Linked DNA regions of Mus musculus: region 1 is linked to region 2. The links are chromatin contacts, called in public HiChIP or PLAC-seq maps. All regions are on one chromosome and are shown on one strand. The core of a region is the stretch at or near the end of the contact, and the rest is flanking DNA. Distances in the headings are between cores, read along the strand shown.

Region 1 (6,779 bases), core at 1,860-4,359, 110 kb after region 2:
CGAGGCCGTAGCAGCCTGAGGGTGCAGGACGAGGCTGTAGGAGCCTGAGGGTGCAGGATGAGGCCTTGACTGTCCTGCCAACACCTTGGTCTTGGGTCTTGAGCTTGGAACTTGGGAAGTAATGCTTTCTGACTGTTCCAGCCACCCAGCTTGTGATTCTTTGTTGCTCTAGTCCTAGCAGACTAAAACTCTAGTTTAAGAATATATAAGGGGGTGTATTATCAACCCTGACATCCTGAGTGCAGGGCCCAGGACCCACATTGTGGAAGGACCACTCTGAAACCAACAGTGGTACAAAGTAGTAACAGAGTAGTTGTAATGCCTGTAATGAATGAGTAATAAGCAGGTCAGCTGCCCAGGGCTGGGCATCATCATTACTGCTACCACCACCACAAATCCAGGGACTCATACATGCTAAGCCAGCACAGGCTAGCATGGCATTATTGAGTTACATGTCTAGTTCTTAGGCTGCAGTCTTAAATAAACAGGCAATTGGCTCTTGTAGAGCTGATTTGCCAGAGGTCTGAAGCAGCAACTATTTAAAAGGTGAGCCTGAAACATAGCAGAAAACAGCAATCGGAGGCTGCTGGAGTCTTGGCAGAAGGCTGGAGAGCAGACTTCTGCAGAGCACCTGCTGGCATGTGGGAACAGTGTAGCATCATTAAGAATAATTACAAGTCAGGCTTGGTGGCTCACTGCTTTAATCCCTGCACATGCAAATCTCTCTTAAGTTCAAAGCCATCCTGGTCTACATAGCTAGTTCTAAGATAGTCAGGGCTATATAGTGACTCTGTCTCAAAAAAGAAAGGGAAGAAGGAGAAAATCTCTGTTACTATTCTGTTGGAGAACGAGGAGGAAGGCTTGTAGATTTTCACCTCAGATACCAGTTCTCCTCTTACCCTAGCTGCACATGGTCTCTCTTGAGAGGTACTAGCCCACACATGTGCTCAATTTAGTGACAGTATAAGACATTGTCACCTACAGAGCTTACACTTAAGAACTGTACAATTGAGTTACCCCCGCCCACCAAAAAAGAAAATCAAACAAAATAAACTTATAAAAAAGAAATCTTTTAATATAGGCTGGTGAGATGGCTCAGTAGGTAAGGGCATTTGCCATACAACTCTTACAGTCTGAGTTTGATCTGTAGAACCCACAGTGGAAGAAGAGAACCAACTCCCAGAAGAGCTCCACCCAGAGAGATACATAATAAAAAATTAGGTCTCGGGCTGGAGAGATGGCTCAGTGGGTAAGAGCACTAACTGCTCTTCCGAAGGTCCTGAGTTCAAATCCCAGCAACCACATGGTAGCTCACAACCATCTGTAATGGGATCTGATGCCCTCTACTGGTGTGTCTGAAGACAGCTACAGTATACTTATTTATAATAAATAAATCCTTTAAAAAATTAGGTCTCATAATATTTTAATTAAGCTTGTGATTTTTGTGTTGGACTGGGTGTATGTGGCTTACAAGGTGTGGTCTTGAATGTGCCTGTTAGGGTTTTAAGGTGATGAAGAGCTCCTGTGAGGAGTCACCCATGCCAGGGTGGGCTTTTTCCACAAGAAACTCAATGAGGGCCTTCAAGACGGCTCAGCAGCTAAGTTGCTTGCTGCAGAAGCCCAGTGACCTCAGTTCCATCACAGGACCCACAGAAGGGTGGGGAGAACTTACTCCAGGGAGTTATTCTGTGCCCTCCATAGGTGCACCCCACACATACACACACACAGTTTGTGCATAGACAACTGTGGTTGGTTTGTTTTAAAGACACTCATTGGTTCCTCAAGCTAGACTTGGGTGGGATAATTTGTTTGACTGTTGTTGATGCCCTTCCTGGGTGGTAAACAGACATTGTCACAGCATCTAGCCTGCCCTTCTTTAACTCTAGCTACCAGTTAACCACCTGGCAAATGGGAGGACATTCTCCTTACACAAATATGTCAGCTGGGAACCAAAGAGGAATGACACAGAGAGAGAATCAATGGTGTGTGAGCCCCAAGGGATTTGAACATTGGTCATCAATTTCTTTTTACCAGGCGAGTCTCTAGTTAATTACACACGCACACAGGTTTCATTGGAGGTTCTGGGGACCATGCTCAGATAATTGGCTGGATTTATAATGGCTAAATTAATAGGCAGCTAGCAGCTCCTGACCCACTATGAGTCATTACTGGGAAATTACCACCCTTTCCAAATTACCTGTCTCTAAAGCAAATAGCATCTACCTACCTACCTCGTAGAGTTCCCCAAGTTTTCTGCTTAGTAAGTCAAGTACTAGATAGATAGCTATTAGAGGGCTCTGAAAACTGGAATCAAAATGCAGTGGAATGTGCTCTTGGGGTGCCAGGTGTTTTTAAATTGTGTCTCGGGAGAAGCATATTAAGTGACCCAAGCCCCTCATTATCTTCCTCCTCCTCTGTGGAGCCTGAGGAGCTGTCTGAGGGCATGGTGACAGGCTGTCACTGTGGATGTTTTTCTGTAGCAGACGATTGCTTTGTCTTATGCATTTCTGAATGCTGGAGGCAAAGCCTGTTAAAGAGAAACTGGCTTCATAGTGTCCCGACAGTTGCAGCCAGGAGTCTTTCTGAGTCTGGCTTTCTGGTTTAACCACAGAGCTGGGGATTTCAGTTGTGGTTCCTGCTTCTAGAATTTACTTCCTTTCTGTGGTTTGAGCAAACCCAGCTCACCTTCCAGTCTGTGGCTTCATTTCCTCATTTTATAGGAGTTTTTCCTTCACTAGTGTAAGGAGGAAGGCCTGAAATCCCGAGACTCTACATAACAAGCGATGTACAGCGGTGTACCGCTGTAGTCCCAGGAACGGCAAGTCAGGGCTGGAGACTGTTCCTGCAACCCTCAGCCAGCTAGCCTGGCCTACATGGTGAGGTTCTAGAACAGCGAGAGATCTGAGGACCACCACCACCTGACACTGTCCTCCCATATGCACTCAAGTATGTACACTGGCATACATTTGTGCACCTGCCGTTGTGAACATGTACACACACACACACACACACACACCCCAAAAGGGCCAGAGGAGGAAAACAAAACAAAGTACATAAGAAGGTAGGGCTGAGCTTGGCAGGACTCATTGTTAGCATGAGTATGTCTTCTCATGCCAGCCTAATGACTCACAGAAGACCAAGTTGTGAATCAGATCATTGGGCCAGCCTTCAGGCAGCCCTGTGATCCATTTTTATAAGAAATAGGTTAGTGCTTGAAAATTAAACAAACAATTACAGTAAAAGACAGGAAAGGAAATGATATTACCTTTGTAGAGTTTGGAGAAGGGGCTTAGAAGCCCACGCTGCCCATGAGTGTAAATGGTAAACTATGGGGCCAGGTGTGGTGGCACATACCTAATTCTCACACAGAGGCAGGTGCAGCTCTGTGGGTTCCAGGCCAGCCAGGGCTATATACTGAGACAAAAGAATGAAAAAGTTAACCGCAGGAAGGCTTTAAAGCCGAGTTGTCTAGGGAGGGTGGGGAAATGTTCCTAACACCTGGCCACCAGAGCTGCTTTCCCACTACAGGCTCTGGGAATATCAGTTTTCCTTATCTGTGATGTGGAGCTGGTCCAGTTACATCAGGTGTTGTGCCAATCAGATGAAATAATGCTGCATTTTATCAAATCTCAGATACAATCAATTATAAGCTATACCTTTCCTTTTGTACCATTATAAGCAAAGAATGCTGCCAGTTAAATCAACTTGGTTTAAGTGTTATGCCCTTGACATTCAGAGAAGTTAAAATGTAGCGGCAAGCTGGATATAATGGTACACATCTATAATTCTAAACTGAGGACAGAGAATTGAAAGCTTGAGGTCAGCCTAGATTATATAGCAAGTTCCTGTCTAGACAAAAAGGGGAGGGGGCCCTGGGAAGATGGTTCAGCAACTAAAGCACTTGTCACTCAAGAAGGAAGCCTGGAGTTCAGGTCTCCTGAATCCATGTGAACACCAGGTGTGGGGCTGGCAATACTCGAGGTGGAGTAGGGGTGACTGGTCCTATCAATGAGCTCTGGGTTTGATTGAGAGTTCTGCTATGAAAGGATAAAATGTAAAAATGATTGAGCAAGATTGCTGACATTGGTCTCTGGCTTCCAGGAGCATATGTGCACATGCATACACATGGGGGAAAAGTGATGGACAAACCATGGTTTTAAAGTCAGTAAAATCTGACATTGGATATGAAAGCACTTGGTTATACAGTTCTCTAGGGTCACATTTGATCTTTATTGTATGCATCCAAGTGGAGTTATTAAAATTAAAATATGGTGGGCATGGAGAGATGGCTCAGTCAGTGAAGTGCTTCCTGAGTGAGCATGGAGGACCTGATTTGACCCGTAGCATCTGTGTACAGATGCCAGCTGCAGTGGTACCCAGACGCAGTCTTAGTGCTGGCATGGCAGAAACAGGTACATCACTGGGCTTGCTGAACAGCCATTCTAGAACTCAGTGGGATCCAGGTTCAGAGAGACGTGTCAAAAAAAAGTAAGGTGGAAAGCTGAGCAGGGCAGCACATTCTTTTAGTCTTGGCACTCAGTAGCTGGTGTATATTTTGGGGAGCTTGAAGTTAATCTGGTTGGTTTATAGTGAGTTCCAGGTCAGAAATGAAATCCTGATTGGAAAATATATACATATTTTATTTGTATGGGTGTAGACTGTGTGAATGCAGTGCCCTCAAGATTCTCCTGGAACTGGAGTTACAGGTGAATGTGAGCCTCCATTAGGACCTAGGAATCAAACCCAGATCCTATGGAAGAGAAGCTGGTGTCTTTAACCACTGAGCTGTCCCCCAAGCTCTTTACTAGATTCTAGACAAACCTTGGCTGATACACAGGTTCCCTGAAGTCTTCAGCCCACTCCTCAGCATCTCTGGTAAGAATGGGGCATCAGGGTTGCTTTATAGTGGGCTTTGGGGATAGCATTTGAAATGTAAATGAAAAAAATATCTAATAAAAAATGCCTTATTAAAAAAATAATGACTTTGAAGGTGGGGTTTTTTTTTTTTTTTTTTTTTTTTTTTTTTTTTTTTGGTTTTTCGAGACAGGGTTTCTATGTGTAGCCCTGGCTGTCCTGGAACTCACTCTGTAGACCAGGCTGGCCTTGAACTCCCGAGAAGATCTTTTGTCTGAAAAAAAAATTGACCTTGGTTATTAAAACAGAACTTAGTCTCTATTGGCAGTTCATTCAGGCCTCTCAGAACTTCATCAGTGGAATGCACTGGGCTTTGGATCTGCTCATAAGGCATAGAGGGAACACATGATGACTTGATGGTGACAAGACAGAGTTCACTCCACCAGGAACAAGTCATGTGTCTCTGATGTGCTACAAATGCAGGACCCGTGGCGTTTCCTCCTGTACTGTTTGAGATTCTCCCTAAATATCTCTCTTCTAGATTCTTCCCAAGTATCTGTAATCACTCCATAGTCTTGGGAACATCAGGCCACCCAAGTTAAAGGATGTACCACACATAACGGATCAGCACTCGCCAAAAGTGTCCGGAAGACTGAGAAACTGCCAGAAGTTGGAGGGGAGGCAATTCAAGGGTAGCCTGAGGCTCAGCTCAGCCTGTGGACCAGTCTTGCCCTAAGATTGGGAAAGCACCATGCCAATGTAAGATCTGAGCATTGGTGGAGCTCAGTGGAATGGCTGGGAACTGTCTCTGCAGTGCCTCTCGAAGTCTACTGTAGTTATAAGGTAGACAAAATGGGCTTGGCTTCTTCTAGAGTGCTTGAACAATATTTTTTTGTGAGTCCTCAGATCCATTCATATCCAGAATGTTGGTTCAGTTAATTAAAGTTGACTTGAGAATTACATGTTTTTAACATAATTTCTGTTTTTTGCAGGGGAAGTACCTGTTGTAGAAGTTCCCTCCTTGTTTGTGATCCTGTCGGTGTGCAGTTTATTGATACTGATAGTGTTAATTGCAAACTGTGTTTCCTGCTGTAAGGACCCAGAAATAGACTTTAAGGTGAGCACAGATGGCATGGACATTTAAAATTATCTGCTGGTTTTTAAGGTGAATGTGGATGTATGTGTTTGCACACGCGCATATAGGGGTATATATGGAAGCCAGACTACAAGCTCAAATTCAGTCTTCAGTAACCCTTGAGCCAGGGGTTTCACTGGCCTGGAGTTTGCGGAGTAGGGTAGACTGGCTGGCTGTCCGACCTCGGGGATCCTTCTTTTTCTACCTCCCTAGTGCTGGCCTTGCAACTACATCCAGCATTTTTACATGTGTTCTGGAGTTTGAACTCAGGTCCTCCTCATTGTACAAGGCAAGTAATTTACTGACTGAGCCATGTCCCTAGCCCTAAAATATCCTCTGACACATTTATCAATAGCATTTTTGTCGACCACATTCTCTTGGGAACAAGGGTCAACAGACTTTTCCTTTTCTTGTATATAGCAAAACATTGTGGTCCACACAGTCTCTGTCATAGCCTTCTCACCCTCCACCCTGCCATTGTCATGCTGTATCAATAACAGATGCTCTGTTTGTGCCAGTTTGATTGACAAAAGTAGGCAGTTTGGAATTGATCCATCAGGTGTAGCTTGCCGGCCTTACCTTAGGGAGTTGTGTGTGTGTGTGTGTGTGTGTGTGTGTGTGTGTGTACATATTGCATGTGTATGTACGAGTACTCTCCTGTGTATGTTCATGTACATATAGAGGCCAGAGGTCAACCTTACAGGTTGTTCTTTGGGAGGCATCCCAAGTTGTTTTCTTGAGACAGGGTCTTTCACTGGGACTGGAGCTCATGGGCAAGGCTAGGCTGGCC
Region 2 (7,107 bases), core at 4,290-6,789:
GGCGTCAGTGCCCTGCGTTACTCACGCTCCTCTGCTTCACCTTTAACAGGGCTCATCAACGCCTCCCAGGTACTTTCAAGCATAGGAAGTATTCGTGAGAAAGAAACTGTGTAAAATTATATATGCCTTACTAAGCAATACACTAGGTGATAGACACCGGCTCTTCATAAGGCCACGTAATAATCCTGCCTATCTTTCTGTTTATCTGTTTGATTTTGAGAGTACAGGACTTCTAAGTTGCCCAGGAGGCTGGGCTCAAACTCCAAAGTCATTCTCTTCCCTCAGCTACCCGATCAGCTGGAGCTATAGCCCTCACCTGAGCTTGGGCCTCTGAAGAGCAAGACAGGCTCTTAACCATGGAGCCGTCTCTCTGGCACCAGAAATAATAAAAAAATAAAATAAAAAAGTTAACAATGCCAATGTAGCTACAAACAGAGAGCATTTGCCTGGGCTCAATCCCCAGTACCTCAAAAGAGTCGAGAATTCCTTCTAGAACCAGGCTGGGTAGCACACACCTGTGACCTCAGCACTTGGGGTGCTGAGGCTCGGTGACTGTGAGTTTGAGACCAGCCTGGGCTATGGAGAGAAATCTTGTCTCACAAAGCAAAACAGAACAAAATTGTTTGTAAACATTCCCGAACTTATCCTCAGATGAAGTGGACAGACCCTAATTTTAGTTTTTTTTTTTTTTTTTTTTTTTTTTGAGACAGGGTTTCTCTGTGTAGTCCCTGGCTGTCCTGGAACTCACTTTGTAGACCAGGCTGGCCTCGAACTCAGAAATCCGCCTGCCTCTGCCTCCCGAGTGCTGGGATTAAAGGCGTGCGCCACCACCGCCCGGCAGACCCTAATTTTAAAGAGAAGCCAGCCCAGTCAGATCCTGCATGTCTTTTACCAGTGTGTACCAGATTAAATATAGGGTCTCACCCTCAGCAAAGAAACATCTCCTTGCAAGAGATGGAGACCATTACAGAAAACCATGGCTGATCAAAATGCAGAAAAGAAATGATTCTGTGATACAACTGATGTAACTACAACACAGTTCCTGTACCCAAGGCTCAAGATCACAGCGGAAGAGGAGGAAGAGGAAGAGGAGGAGGAGGAGGAAGAGGAGGAAGAGGAGGAAGAAGAGGAGGAGGAGGAGGAAGAGGAAAGGAAGAGTCTAGGGGCCAGAGGAACAGGGAGTTTGCTGTGAGACTGCATCTCCTACAAATGTCAGAGAAGCTCTATCCGTGAAATCTCATCAACACGGTTGCCCAAACTAGACCTGAACACGGACCACACGAAGAGACATGTTGACATGGAAGAGAGAAATCTCTTGGGGCTCAGCCCTAGATTAAAGACTACGGGAAAACAAGAAATGTGGAGAGGGGATGCATAACCTTCTCCTACCAAGGGTTATTCAGTACCAAGTGGTCAACTCAGACATACACGGAACGTCATATGGACTGAGCAGGTTATATACAGTTAGGTATATATACACACATGTAGATTCATACATACATACAAACATACATATGATTTTTAAAAAGAGGCCATGAGAGAATGGGGGAGGGGTACATGGGAGGATGCGGAAGGTCAAAAGAGAAGGAGGAAACAATGTAATTATATTTTAACTTCAAAAAAATAAAATAAAAGATGTTTAAAAAGAATACACGTGTAACACATGCCCTCTGAGGCCCTCGCAGTGAGGCACAGGCAGAGCAGAGCGCAGGCTTACCTTGTACATGCTGTAGCACTGCTGCAGCACTGAGCTGTACACCTTGTCCTACAAACAAGAAAACAGCAGGCATCTCACCGGGCCCCAGGCACAGCAACAGGACCACTCTTGGCCAAGGCTCATGATTACTATAAACTTGGTCCTACGGTAGCTGTACGCTGAAATCACAGGTATTTAAATTCAAATTTACAAACCAATAAGCCTCTTTTAGAAGGGCTTTATATTATACACAGGTGACCAGTGGAAGGTATCAATAAGACAGGCACTGAAGTATTTTTAGAGGATTATGTGAAAGTAAGCAATAAACATAAAACCTTTCTATGAAGCCCAAGAAGGCTCCTAAAGCTACTTAGGTTAAATGCATGTTATGTGACATCTCCAGGAGCATCCTAAGAGCACAGGATAAGAAACTGCACATTACCAACAGCTCCTCCTCTTGGTACTCCACTACCGCCTTGCCATCTTTACTTTGCTTCTCGATGATAGGATTCCGAACAACCTATGAAGTTTGATAAACAGAAATTAATAATGATGTGACCGGATGTTTTAAACCTTCTTTTAATTTTAAAAATCTGGGTAGGACTGGGAATATCGCTCAATAGTAGAATGTTTGCCCAGCCGTGCTTGGGTTCTAACTCTAGCAATAAAATATATAAACAAGTGCCAGCCAGATGCACACATGTGATCCCAGCAATTGGCAGAAAGATCTGAGTTTAAGGCCTGCCTGGTCTACAGGGAGAATTCCAGGACTGCCAGGACTACACAGAGAAACATTATCTCACAAAACAAAACAAACAAAAAGAAAGATGGCTCCTCAGGTAAAGGCTTTCGTCTGTCTGCCAGGCTGATGACCTGGAGTTCAATACCTAGGATCAACACGGTGGGAGTAGAGAACGCTCTCAAGTTGCCTTCCACATCCCCCCAAGCCCCCAGCCAAAACAAATAAATAAAATAAAAACAAAAAATATAGATAAATAAATTATCAGGAGGACTGGGAGATGACACAAGGGCTTGAATTAGATTTCTAGCACCCAGGAGACAGAAATAGGTGGATCTACAAAGAGAGTTCCAGGCCAGCCAGGGCTATACAGTGAGATCCTGCCAACAAACAAACAAACAAATGTGGGTATGGTAGCACAATCCTAGCATTAGGGAGTCAGAGACATGGATTCCTGGAGCTTGCTGACCAACTAGGCAACCATAATTGGCTCTCTCAGACTTCTGTGAGATATCTTGCTCAGAAATCCAGATGGACTCCTGAGGAATGGCATTCAAGGTTGCCATACATAAGGCACACAATCGTCATTTCCATCCCCTCTATCACACATAAATACCCAAAAATTATTGAACGTGTTATACTAGACATAAAATTTCTTTTGTTTGTGGTGTCTATTCAAAAACCCAGGCAGGCGTTCTACTATTGAGCTCCATTTGTAGGCATAAAGTTTTTTTTCTTTCTTTCTTCCTGTTTGTTTGGTTTGGTTTGGTTTGTTTTTTTTTTTTGAAACAGGGTTTCTCAGTCTACCCCTGGCTGTCCTGGAGTTGGCTCTGCAGACCAGGCTGGCCTGGAAGTCATAGAGATCCACTTACCTCTGCCTCCTGAGTGCTGGAATCAAAGGTATGCATCACCATTGCCTGGCCAGAACGTTTCTTAAAATTTAGCCCCAATCTTAATAACCATTTTGATTTTGAAATTGCAACCAATTTCAGTGTTTCCTAAGAATAAGAGCCCCAGAGCTGTTACTGTGAACTGTTACTGAGTATATAAATACCATAACCATCCAGAAATTTTCTTCTGGTTCATTGAAGAACTGTCTGTTCTTCTGTGTGTGTAAAGATTTTGCAGGTTTCGATGGGCTAAAAGTCCTAGTGGGAAAAAAGTTTTAAAAACATGGTTTAAATATGGTGTAAATTGAAAGAATTCACCAGTCTTTACAAACAAAAAATATATGTAAACTATTACCTTGTAAACTGTACAATTGCTTCACATAATCCAACATTTCTAATTTTTTCATTCTTTTCTACTTCATTTGGATGGTAAAACAGAATTTTATTTTCTTCCTAACACAGAAAGAAAACAGAAACACAGCATTAATGTCAGGATTTATTCATCTTAACTCTGAAAGTGTTGAGTTTAACATCCAACTCTCCGATCATAGAGGCTAAGGACAACACCTAAAAATGTCTTTAGAAAACCAGGAATGGTTGGGTCTGGTGGCACACGTCACGAATCCCAGCACTCTGGAGGCAGAGATAGGAGAGTCTCTGAGTTGGAGGCCAGCCTGGTCTACAGAGTGAGTTCCAGGACAGCCAGGGCTACACAGAGAAACCCTGTATTGATGGGAAAAAACAAAAAACAAAAAGCACCTCCAAAAAACAAAATTCATTGTGATTTTGTAACTACTGCAAGCCATCAGTGTAAGAGGTAATTGTGATATTCACCAAATCACATCTCATCAGTAGGACAAGATGAAAGTCTCAGATTTCTTCCCATGTGTCAGAAACCCTCACAAGGAAGATGCAGGTGTGCGCGTGTACAAGAATACAGGATCCACAATTGCACCAAGTTGGTTCGGGAGCACTTGGGCTGACAGCCTCTAAATAGGGCTTTTTTTTTTTAAGATTTATTTATTTATTTATTTATTTATTTATTATATGTAAGTACTTATTTATTTATTTATTTATTTATTTATTTATTATATGTAAGTACACTGTAGCTGTCTTCAGACACACCAGAAGAGGGCATCAGATCTCATTACGGGTGGTTGTGAGCCACCATGTGGTTGCTGGGATTTGAACTTCGGACCTTCAGAAGAGCAGTCGGGTGCTCTTACCCACTGAGCCATCTCACCAGCCCCTAAATAGGGCTTTGATCTGCTTGCAACAAAACACAGTTCTAGGCATGTTTTGAGGAAGTTGCCACTGTCAACTCGGAGTAAAAAAAAACGCTTATAACTTCGATTTTGGGTGCTCCCTTCGGCAGCACATATACTAAAATTGGAATGATACAGAGATTAGCATGGCCCCTGTGCAAGGATGACACTCAAATTCGTGAAGCGTTCCATTTTTTTCCAACGTTTATCCTAGACACAGTGAAAAACTATTTCATTCTAATGTTTACCCTAGATAGAATGATTCTACTAGAGTTCGACTATGATACCTGAATATACACCTAAAGCACTCTTAACTCCTACCATCACAGAAATGCTTGCACATAAATCTTTATTGCTACATTAATGACATTAGCCACAAGCTGGAACCAGCATAGATATCAACCAAACAGTTTAGTGGATAGAAATGTGTTAAAACACAATGAGATTTTAGTTAGCCGGAAGGAAAAATAAAGTAACAGTAACATTTCCAGAAAACAAAACATCAATTTTGGGGAAAACAAGAAAAAAGAAAAAATTAACTTTGTGAAGCGCCTCCAAGTTTTTAGTTTTGTTTCATTTTCCCTCTTTTGGGAGCTCTGTCCTACCAATCTGGCTCCACCTTTGCAATCGAAGATTCCAAGAGAGGAGTCAAGTTCGATCTTAATTGCCCAGACCTGACGCGATGGGAAAGACTTTCAAGCCGGGCGGAGGGATTAACCTGGGACCTCCGTTGCCAGGACGGGCTGCGGCATCAGGGGCCGGGCACGGAGCAGGCTCGCGGCCCCTTCGGCTTACCTCTCCCTCGCGCGGCCCGAAACGGGGGTTGTAGATGAAGAAGCTCAGCAGCGCTGGCGGGAACTGCTTCTCCTGGGCCGCCCAAGCACCCGGCCCGGCCGCGGCTGCCGCCATCCCGGCCCGGCCCCCGTTTCGGGAGGCTCCCCTCCGCCCGCTCCGAGGCAGCAGCCTTAGGGAACACCGCACTTCCGCCTCGCTAGCCGGCGGCCCGGAAGAGCTCGAAACTGACCCAGAAGAAAAACCTGCAGTGCCCAGTCCCTCTCTGATAGGTCCGTGTGGAACCAGTTCCCTCGTGTTTATTGGGCTGGAGTGTTTTCAATTATATCAGCTCTCAGCTGGCTGTCATGGCTAAAGGCGAAGACCACGAATTTCAAGAGAAATGTAACAATGGATTGGGGTGGGGGGGGTGTTGTTTCTTTTCTTTTGTTTGTTTGTTTGTTTGTTTGTTTGGATAGGGGTTCACTATGTACACCAGGTTGGCCTCTAACTCACAGAGATCCTCATGCCTCAGCCTCCTGGGTGCTGGCATTAAAGGCGTCATGGATACGGTATTTTTTAAGTGTGAAAAAACGTTTAGGGGAACACATTTTTCTTGAAGGTAGCCAGTTTACATCTGTTGTTGGTTGGTTTTTGGTTTTGTTGTTGTTGTTGTTGTTGTTGTTGTTGTTGTTGTTTTACATTTATTTATTTGTCCTCCAGGGAGGGGGATGTCCTGGCACGTGTATGAAGGTCAGAGGACAACTTGTTGAAATTGCTTCTCCCCTTCAGCACCACATAAACTGGGTGTGGCTGGCACGCCCTGGTGTGGTGGAGGCAGGAGGATCATAAGTCAAGGTCAACCTCGAATATATAGCACTTTTACTTACATCAATTATAAGCAATGGACTATAAGCAAAAGCAAAAATGTCCAAATTTACCTTGCCACAGAACTGGAGAGATGGTTCTACAATTAAGAGCACTGGCTGCTTTCACTAAGGACCTGGATTTAGTTCCAGCTCATAATGGCCAATAACTCCAGCTGCAGGGCATCTGATGCCTCTTTTGGCCTCTGTGGGCACTTGCTCAAATGTGGCACACATAAATTCATGCAAGCACACATATACGTATAAAATAAATCAATCCTTTTTTTTTTAATCTACCCTATCACCAACAAAGCTGATTTTCTTGGAACAAGTGAAAACCTGTAAATCTATAGTCTTCTCAGTGAATAAATCAACAGGCCTAGTGGAAAATATCCTGTCGATTCAGATTTCATCTGTCTTCTAAAGTGTTTGTGAGGTAATCCTATACCCTAGCCGTTACAGAAGAGATACGGGGTAGGTTTTTGCTTGAAATTGGATTCGTGAGCAGTCGTTTACGCAACACTAAACTGTAGTTGCTACACAGAACTATGTAAGCATGCAAATCGACAAGTGTTTCCCATACGTGCTTCATTTTCATTTTGATACAGAAAGAACTATTTTGAAAATCTATAGGTTCTCTAGGCATGGGGGCACAGGCGCTCAGGGTGTTGAAACAGGTGCATTACCAGCTATAAGATAGTCTGAGCTACAGAATGAGTCCCTGTCTCAAAAACAGTTTTGTTGTTCCTATAAGCAAATAAATCAGGGTCTCACATAGCCTGGCTTCAGGATCGATATGTAGTCAGGAATGGCCTTGAATTCCTGATCCTGATGTTTTGACTTCCAAATTCTGGGATTTCCAATGTGCACCACCAGACTC

The links. HiChIP or PLAC-seq counts read pairs in DNA pulled down with a chosen protein or histone mark.
Region 1: an H3K4me3 HiChIP or PLAC-seq map of bone marrow-derived macrophages shows a contact between it and region 2, with 2.4 times the contacts expected there. The contact joins the enhancer-like site here to the promoter of Ccz1 in region 2. A contact is called at or near these places in 2 of 39 promoter capture datasets (3T3-L1-derived adipocytes and maxillary cranial neural crest), 4 of 115 datasets of contacts at active chromatin or transcription factors (the 230-238 cell line, bone marrow-derived macrophages, forebrain and 1 more) and 3 of 9 other capture datasets (adipose tissue, liver and pancreatic islet).

What each region holds. Positions count from the first base shown.
Region 1 is chr5:144,123,507-144,130,285 of GRCm38.p6, forward strand. Lmtk2 (lemur tyrosine kinase 2) reads left to right here. Exons shown (of 14, transcript NM_001081109.2): 2 at 5,847-5,971. Among named protein-coding and RNA genes, the nearest start is that of Lmtk2, 27 kb to the left of the region's middle. Within about 2 kb of position 3,110, at least 104 of the 459 cell types and tissues checked have an H3K27ac peak or open chromatin away from gene starts, as enhancers often do. A contact at or near this core is called in the 230-238 cell line, bone marrow-derived macrophages and memory CD8 T cells, where this site is marked.
Region 2 is chr5:144,009,314-144,016,420 of GRCm38.p6, forward strand. Ccz1 (CCZ1 vacuolar protein trafficking and biogenesis associated) reads right to left here and starts at 5,540. Exons shown (of 15, transcript NM_177682.3): 1 at 5,386-5,540; 2 at 3,681-3,778; 3 at 3,490-3,583; 4 at 2,139-2,216; 5 at 1,718-1,765. The coding sequence starts at 5,499. Gm24311 (a small nuclear RNA gene) reads left to right here and starts at 4,685; the gene lies at 4,685-4,788. Gm33427 (a long non-coding RNA gene) reads left to right here and starts at 5,846. Exons shown (of 2, transcript XR_377194.2): 1 at 5,846-6,663.